Regions from separate parts of the Mus musculus genome. Here region 2 is linked to region 1. Evidence: chromatin contacts called from public Hi-C data. All regions are on one chromosome and are shown on one strand. The core of a region is the stretch at or near the end of the contact, and the rest is flanking DNA. Distances in the headings are between cores, read along the strand shown.

Evidence for each region. A called contact is a pair of places that touch in the nucleus more often than the background predicts.
Region 2: a Hi-C map of the HPC-7 cell line shows a contact between it and region 1, with 2.7 times the contacts expected there. The contact joins the enhancer-like site here to the promoter of Leo1 in region 1. A contact is called at or near these places in 3 of 39 promoter capture datasets (the 3T3-L1 cell line, the C10 cell line and hippocampal neurons), 4 of 484 Hi-C or Micro-C datasets (the HPC-7 cell line, adipose-derived mesenchymal stem cells, cortical neurons and 1 more), 2 of 115 datasets of contacts at active chromatin or transcription factors (the SCID.adh cell line and bone marrow-derived macrophages) and 1 of 9 other capture datasets (pancreatic islet).

Annotation. Positions count from the first base shown.
Region 1 is chr9:75,439,787-75,444,477 of GRCm38.p6, reverse strand. Leo1 (Leo1, Paf1/RNA polymerase II complex component) reads right to left here and starts at 2,954. Exons shown (of 12, transcript NM_001039522.1): 1 at 2,843-2,954. The coding sequence starts at 2,900.
Region 2 is chr9:75,194,754-75,199,112 of GRCm38.p6, reverse strand. Myo5a (myosin VA) reads right to left here. Exons shown (of 41, transcript NM_010864.2): 32 at 2,913-2,987; 33 at 1,377-1,470. Among named protein-coding and RNA genes, the nearest start is that of Myo5c, 35 kb to the left of the region's middle. Within about 2 kb of position 2,537, at least 162 of the 459 cell types and tissues checked have an H3K27ac peak or open chromatin away from gene starts, as enhancers often do. A contact at or near this core is called in the HPC-7 cell line, adipose-derived mesenchymal stem cells, bone marrow-derived macrophages and 3 more, where this site is marked.

The sequences.
Region 1 (4,691 bases), core at 1,705-4,204:
CCCAGGTGTGGACTATGGGGCTGCTTCAGTTTGCCTGCAGCCATTAACCATGATTGTCTCCTGCTCTAGGAGGGGTGTGATTTTTGCCAGATAGTTTAACTCTGGGGACTCTGGGGAGGGTATAGACACAGAGCCCCGAGAGAGCAGAGGGCACTCTGGGAAAGCTGCTGCTCCTGATTGCTGCTGCGGTTTGTAAAGTAATCATGAACAAAGTGAGCAAAGAGATGAAAAGAAGAAGTTGTAGATATCCTGATGACAGAGACCGGATGGATCCAAGGACCAGTATGACCTTAATCAGTACAAAGTCGCCTACAGAGGTCTGCACCCCCTTTTCCCTCTTTCTCACCTTCTTTCTCTCCTACCTAATGCTGGGGGGGGGGGGAAGGGCGTGGAAAGGGACCAAAGTGGAGAAGGGTTGGAAGGGAGGTAGAGGTATAAGAACACAATCAAATAGTAATACAAATATGCCAACAGAAGAAGGTAATAGCTAAAGAAATAATGACCCAAATAGAACGAATCTAACATCCGAGAAGTTTAATTAATGCCACATTGAAAAACCTTAAGGAATCCACAGCTAAACATATCAAGTTGTCAAAAAAACAAAAACAAACCCTTGAGCCGGGTGTGGTGGTGCACACCTTTAATCCCAGAGGGAGACAGAGGCAGACAGTCTGAGTTCAAAGCAAGTTCCAGGACAGCTAGGGCTACATAGAGAAACCCTGTTTTGAAAAAACAAAAACAAAAAGAAAGTAAGAAAGCCCAAAGTAGATAATCAATAAAACCAGTAGTTTAAAACCAGTAGTTGGATTTTTTTTTCCTCCATTAAATAAGTTCTTGTAGTCTCAGTTGGCCTGCCTGCAACTGGTTATGTAGACCAAGCCTCAAACTTGTGCCAATCCTTCTGCCTATTGTCTTTTGAGTTTTAGGATTACAGAGATGTACCATCATGCCTGGCTAACAGTTCATTCTTTAAAAACATTAACAAAATTAAACCATTAGGCAGACTGTACAAGAAAAAAAAAAGCAAGACTCAAATTACTAAAGTCAAGAATGCAAGTGGGGATGACATTATAGACCTTACAGAGTCGATGATTATAAACCATAAACAATGCTAGAAACCTAGACATACTCCTTCTGAGGTCAAGAACAATATCTACTTCTGCAAGTCCCATTCGACATCATAAAGAGAGTACCAGCCATAGCAAGGTAAATAAATAGGCAAGAGAAAGAAACAGTACAACTATCTCTAATCACCATGGCATGGTTTCACATGTAGAAAACCCTAAAGGAGCCACAAAAACAATGACAGAAAACATATCAGCATCAGGATAGCATCAAGTCACAAGATCAACGTATAGCAGAAATAGAAAATAGGACGTAGTAGTACTAGCTGGAAGTGGAGGTACACATCTAACTAAGACCAGCACTCACTGAGGAAGTGGAATCGGGAGTATAAAGCCAACAAAGGCAACATACACAGCAGATCCAGTAGAAGAAAGAGGGGGAAAGAAAGGGAAGGAGGCACGCAGGCAGGTAAGCAGACAATCAGGCAGACCTACCAAGTTCTACCCTGTCACATCCGTAGCAACTTCAAGACTAAGAGCAGTTGTCAAAGACAGGACACCAGACCCTGAAAGTCAGTCTTGGAGAGTCCACTAACTCAATGGTAAAATGGAAGAAAACTGCCATGACCTTAAAAGAAGTTTTTAAAAGGGAAGAAAGGGGAGGGGAAGAAAGCGTAGAACTGCAATCATCTGTACACTCCACTTCCCTAAGCTATGGGTGGCTATGAGAAAGCACTACAGGTACATCTTACTAAACGACGCTTTCACCAGTGGATGCAAAAAAGCACTAAGCGTTAAGCACTAAGCTGGGGAGCGGGAACCTGTCTTCTCATGATTACATTCCCAACCCCTAGCAAGGTGGCCAGGAGATGATAGGGATCCTTGTTTACTGAATGAATGAAACGCTTCATGGAAAACATGGGAAGGTGTACACAGAATTGTGCCTCGAAGACACAGAGAATAAACTATGAGCAAAGCCGGGCACAGGAAGAGTTTAGTTCTCTGTACTTTTACTTAGTGCTCCCTCCACAACTGGAGTAATTACATACAAACTGGAGTTGGTGACGAATGGGGGGAGGGGCAAGGAAAATGACATGTATAGAAGTTAATTTGGGCCTGGGGGGGCTGCAAGAATTCTGAAGTTCATCTCGGATCTTTCCTCATTCTTCTATTCACATCTCAAATTCAGATATTCGTAGACCTGTGCCAGAAATGCCCCCCATGAACCATCATTCATTCATTCATCACCAAATCCTGTCACTCCTCTCCAAACACTCCACAAGTTTCCCCATTCTTACATCACAGACAAGGAAACTGGCTTTCCGCACAGGCTCTCCAAGGGCACCCATCGCCAGTGCGTAGTCCTTCTGTAGAACTCCAACCTGATCCCTCCCAGACCCTTCAGGGGCATCTACACTCTCCCATCAACTCGCCCTTTCACACGGGGCGTTACCGCGCCCGATGGGCAGTTGAACATGTCTCCACTCATTCACTGCCAGCCACCCTTTCAATTGGCCATGTATGCACGGAGGGGCGCAGGCCACACGTCCTCCCTTCTGCTCCCCCAGGAGTCCAGGCCGGTCCCTGATCCTCCAGGCACTGACTCCGCGGCGGTCTCCCCGGGAGAGGCGGGCACCGCCGGGCATGCAGGGGGCGCTGGGCAAGAGCTTGGGGACTTCGCGTTGCCCGGCGCCGCGCCTCCGGCCGAAAAGCAACCCGACGCCCCATGTGCCCATCCGCGGAGCTCGCCCGCCCGCCCGCCCGCCCGTCCGCCGCACCTTTGCGCTCGGCCTCGCTCTCAGCTTCGCTCCCGAAGAGGTCCTCCATGTCCGCCATAGCAGCTTGGTCCGCGGCCTTGGCTTGCTCGGCTCGAGCCTGCTTTACGGCCAGACCCGTCCAAACACGACGTGTCGTAAAGAGCCGCACAAAGACCTACTTTACTTTTGTGACCTAGTTTTCTCCAGCACTCGGCTGGCTCCGCCCCCACCCCCTCCACCCCCGCCCCGGTGTCTGCGCTCGCCCGCTACTCCGTTAGCCCGCTCGCACGCTGTGCGGAGCTTGGGATGCGGGTCAGACTTGTTTACGACCTGTCAGCTGCGGCCAGGTTTCTTAAAAATAGTTGAGGGTGGGTGTGGTCGCTCTGCTCTGGGGAGGCAGATCTCTGTGAATACCAGGCCAGGTTCGTCTACAAAGCGAGTTCCAGCCAGCCAGCCAGCATATGTCTACATACGTAGATCCTGTGGCAGAAGAATAAGAAATAAGTCATTGAGAGCTCTAGCCTGGAGTAGTTAGTGGTGCACGCCTGTAATCCAGCACTCTAGAAGCAAAGGGTCAGAAACCCAAATTCATCATCAACTGCATAGCAACTTCAAGAGCAGCGTGGGATCCTTGAGAACCCCCACCCTTAAAAAAAAAAAAAAAAAAAGGGCTGGTGAGATGGCTCAGTGGGTAAGAGCACCCGACTGCTCTTCCAAAGGTCTGGAGTTCAAATCCCAGCAACCACATGGTGGCTAACAACCATCTGTAATGAGATCTGACTCCCTCTTCTGGAGTGTCTGAAGACAGCTACAGTGTACTTACATACAATAAATAAATAAATCTTTAAAAAAAAAAAAAAAAAAAAAAAAAAAGACCTGGTGAGATCGCTTGTCGGTAAATGACTTGCCCTTAAAGACTAAAGATCTGTTTTCCGAAAATCCAGCACCTACTTAAACTCAGGCACGGCTTCCAACATCTGTAATCCCAGCTCTCAGGTCCAATAAAGGACCTTGTCTTAAAATACAGATGCTGGATGGTGGTGTCTAGGCCAGCCTGGTCTACATAGCGAGTTCCAGGACAGCAGGACAGCCAGGGCTATACATAGAGATTCTGTCTGGGGGAAAAAAAATAAAAAAAAGTAAGGTGCTGCCTGGTGGGGTGAAGAGCATTTCAAGAATACACTGGAAATCGGCCTTTGGCCTCTAGGCACATGGAAAGTAGCTCTGTACAGAGCTTGCCTATTATGAGTGAGGGTTCAAATTCAATCTGCACTGGGGAAAAATAAAAGATTTAGGACTAGAAATCCCAATATGGGAGGCTGAGGCAGGAAGACAACTGAGAATTTGAGGCCAGCTGGGGCCACAAAGACAGCCTGGATTACTAAGGATGAAGCTTTCAGTAGTATTAGGTTAGTTTCTGGCAGTATTTGCTCATTTCTGATCTCTTCTTTAAATTACATTTATTAAAATAAATTTATTTTTAATTTTATTTCTTTAAATGTGCATGGGTGCTTTACTTTGCATACATATCTGTGCACCACATGCATACCTGGTACCTGAAGATGTCAGAAAGGGGCATCAATCACATTACCTGGGACTGGAGTTAGAGACAGCTGTTACCTTCCATGTGAGTGCTATGAATCAAACCTGGGTCCTCTGGAAGAGCAACCAGTGCAACCCAGCCAGTGTTCATAACCACAGAGCCATCTCTCCAAGTCTCCATTTCTAAGCTTTTTTTAAAAAGATTATTTATTTTATGTATATGAGTACACTGTAGCTGTACAGATGGTTGTGAGTCATCATGGGGTTGCTGGGAATTGAAATCAGGACCTCTGCTTGCTCCTTCCCCACTTGCTCCAGTCCCACACAC
Region 2 (4,359 bases), core at 1,288-3,787, 240 kb after region 1:
AAACATTTCAGTATTTGCATATTAATGAGAGTAATAACCTCTTTGACATTAACATCTGTGGCACTATATGCTCTAAATATTTTTAAAACTTATTTATTCAGTCAAGAATAGAAGGGTTATCAAAGGTCAGAAACTATGTTCATTGTTGTAACTGTGAAAAATAAGAGGTGATTTCCATGCCCAGAAAGCTCTTAGTCAAGCATAGAAACCAGTAATTCAAACAGAAAAACTGCCAAAAATTTAAGAGTGAAAAACCATAGAAAGTATGAACCAAATACAGAAAGCAGGTCCTGAGGTTGGTGGTGCGATCAGGATGCTTCTGAGGATGTGACAAGTGCCTTTAGTTCCACAGAATGAGCAGGGCTTGACTGGGACTGCCAGACAGACGGAAGAACAGTTATGACTCAGTGTGATGGAGTGGTGGGCTCTTTCTATCCTTTGTGCCACATGAGAGTCACAAAGATGACAAGTAGAGAATATGATAGATGGCCAGGATGAGCACATCATTTGTGGTTAAAATGGCTTAAAGGGAATTTTATCTTTGAAGTTCTGTTCCTCAGGTGCCTTGAGATGTGAGAGGGTGGCTGGAATGAACTCAGTGGTTGCTTTGGTCTCACTCACAGCTGGATCTCAAGCACCTGCAACTGCACCAGCACCTAGGCACACGCAATAAAACTTGCTGGATGATCAGACTAACTCACAGGACAACAGCAGTATGCTTCCATGGATTTTTTTCTCAAGGAGCATACCTTTTTTATATAGAAATGATTTTAAAAATCATGTTTCTTTATAATTATAATTCATATTTCCTGATTAATTTCTTTTTTTTTATTAGGTCGTGAGTTCTTTGAGGATACTCTACCACATTCCCTTTTGTAGCTCTAGTGGTAACAATTAGATTGTGTGTAGCAGGTATGTTGCTATTGCAGATGTGCCGCCCACATTAACTCATTCAGTTCTTAGAGACCATGTTTGAGAGGCACCATTATCATTCCCAGTGAGGATGTGGGAAAACTGAGGCATGGAGAGGCTCAGCACCACGCACATATTCTGAGCCTAGTAGGTAGGAGAGAGGCACAGGACTTGAATCAAGAAGCTGGCTCTAGAATCCTTGCTCTTAAGCACATGCTGTACTGACTAGGGCAGACTCTGGCATGTGTTAGCTGTTTGTTGAATGAATTTTCTCCCTTTGTAACTTACTGTTATGTTACTAGGAAAATTATTCCCATACATAGAAGAATTTTTCATTCCGCAGAGGTTAAGATTGTCAAAAGTAATTTTGATTATTTTCTCTAAAAACTCACCTGTAACTCTCTACCAGGTCACTAGCAATGGACATAAAATTTGACAAATGCTGTTAAAAAATGTTTAAGTACCTTCTAGTTCACCAATTTTTTTGGCAAAGACTTTCAGTTGTTTCTTCAGTTTCCGGACAGTTTTATCCTGCTTTTCAAGTTGTTCCATCAGATCCTAGGATCAAAATGAGAATTATGTCAGAAAGATGAGAACAGGCTCAGCACAGGCACAAAGGGCGCACAGATGGAATCACAGCAACACACTGTTAGTTTCACATAAAAGCTGCAGGTGGAGCCACCGCCTGGCTCAAACTGGCAGACAAAGGAGGTGCAGCTCCGGTGATGGCAAGGCTTTGACACTGCGGTGAGTGAAGGCAAGGCTGACACTGCAGTGAGCTCCTTACAGCTACAGCCTACAGCGTGATGGAAGCCTCCCAGCAGGCTCCTATGGAAACATCTCAGACTCACTGTCACTTGTGAGGGGGACTGGGCAAAGATGAGCTCTGATGAGTGCATACAAGGTCTGTGAGAGCTGAGGACAGCTGCACTTAGGAAAAGACTGACCCTCCGTGAGTAAAGCACAGCTATGCGTTACCTGTTCTAAACTCAGCCTTAACGCCTACGAAACATGAAGAAGTTGGGGAAACTAAAAGTAAGCTGAGCCAGGTGTTCTGGCATACACCATTAATTCAAGTACTCAGAAGGCAGTAGTGGGTGGATCTCTGTGAGTTCAAGGCCAGCCAGAGTTACATATAGAGACTGCCTTAAAAAAACAAGCCAAACAAAACCAAATCAAACAACAAAAAAGTAATAACAACAAAAGGATAAAGAACTTTCTGCTACATAGCATGAAGGTACATGACTATAACCCAAGTACCAGGAAGTCAGAGAGAATTCAAGGCCCGCCTGGGTTGTAGTGAAAGCTTGCCTCGGGGTGGGAGTGGGGTTCTGCTGGCATAAGACCCAAATGCCAGGTAATAAAAGATACCCACAAATCTTGCACAATATATATATTTAAAAAAAATGAAGTTTGAGTGCCTAATGTAAAATGTGAAAAAGAGAGAAAGAAAACCTGTGTTTTTAAATGGAAGGTAAGATACTGGCTTTATTTAGTAAAGAATTCTCTCCAAGGACAGGCAGTTAGATACTCAGGAAGAGGGAAGTGGGCATGACCAGACTAAGAAAGCTTCGAAAGGTCAGACATGAGTCAGTGGAGCTGGCTGGGGGTTGCCACTGAGTCTTAGAGAAGAACAGCATTTGATAATGCTGATTCATTCTCTAGCTTGCTCAGAACTGGGCTCAGACATCTGACTAGTGATTCTGAGGAAACAGCTGCTCACATTCCCAGTGCTGGGTTATGCTTCCTGAATTTGACTCTATCTTTGAAATCAATTGCTTCCATCACACTGTAAGCCTTGGGTTAACAACAAACCAAACACAGTGGACACGGGACACCAAAAGATAGCTGGCTAAAGATAGCTGTGGGGGGTGGGGGGAAGAGATTTTGTGAATATTTTTGAAGAGACCTCCTGGGCAGTGACAGACAGCAGTGTGCTCTTCAGTTAGAGAAGGCTAGAAGTAGCAGAGGACAACAGAAAAGCACTGTGTTTTACATACAATCATCCTTTTGTAAAGTGAAATCCGATAGGATTGATACTTCTTAGGGTCATCTGCATATAATTCCTCAAAATACTGAAAAAACAGGTACAATGGATATTTGTTTCTTGTGTCTTTGAGCAAGTGCTACCTCTCAGCAAAATTAACTTAAAAATACTTTAAAACACATGTAACGAAACTATATCTACTCACAGGTTCCAATTTGCCACCTGCTATTACCATGTATAGATGAGTCTCTATTTCACATGAACAGTGGAAATAGGTGATGGCCAGGATGTTGTCACTAGAACAGGGAACCATAGTGACCAGAGAAGGCTGACGTTTCAGTTCCCAGCATTTTACTGCTCCCTCACATGTGACTCTCTCAAGCTGCTGCTTGTCCAGTCACTATCAGAGCAGCAAGGGCAAGGAAGGCAATGACATAAAAAGGCAGGAAGGAGCACTGCTAGCACCCCGGTCCTGTTTGCAACTTGTGGAGCTGGTGAGAGGCAGCATGGGGAGACCTGTGAAGCCTGTGCACCTGAGGAGTAAGAAAGCCATTCCTATGTGTGCTGGTGTGTGTTCAGTGTGTGTGCGTGTGTGTTCATGTGCAGCAAAACTTCAGAAGCACTAAGCCCAGACGTGCTTACCTTAATATTCTGCTCAAGTGAATCCTAACAAATGTGTAATTAAAACTGAGAAAGAATATCCTTTCATACACTTGACTTTGATAATATTCTTCAAATTAGCAGTCAGTGTAACGAATGGCACAAGCAGATGATCTGCAAAGGATAGCCTAAAACAAACTAACCAGAGACTTCTATTTTGAGTGTAAGGTTTGTTCATTTCTGAGTTAGATACAAAATACTGATAGTACAGAAGAGTTATAAGGGTGAGCAACACTTGATTAACTTAGTGAACAAATTTAGAATCTGCCACCCAGAAACAAACCCATTTCACACACTGTCAGCATTTTAAGGCAATCACTCAGAAGCAAAGAATCTGTACACTGATCAGTCAGTATTATTCCACATATTTATCAATTAATCATCAACAGCATTGTTAGTCATATCAGCAAAGAGAGTAAAACATAACTTTTGAAGAACATTTTCTGACTCAGAAGCCGTCCCTATCAAGGTGCAGTTGCTCTGAAAGAGCACAGGCACCGTCCTTGCTCCTCCCCAACTCCTACCACGGAGCTTCATACACACAGTAGACTGGAAAGAAAACACTTTTTCCAATCTAGGTAAAATATGGGTGAACATATGGTGGTAGAGAACTATCTGTACTCTCAGTTATCACTAATGGAATTAGACCTTCAGAGAAATTCAGACACGTCTTACTGTGGATCTTAAAAGGTATTACTTTTTCATCTGTCACTAGAGAACAGATTTTATGCAAAAATGAATAATTATAATCTTTAACTGACTTTTATGCAATAAGTATATCTGTAAAATTTACATAGATG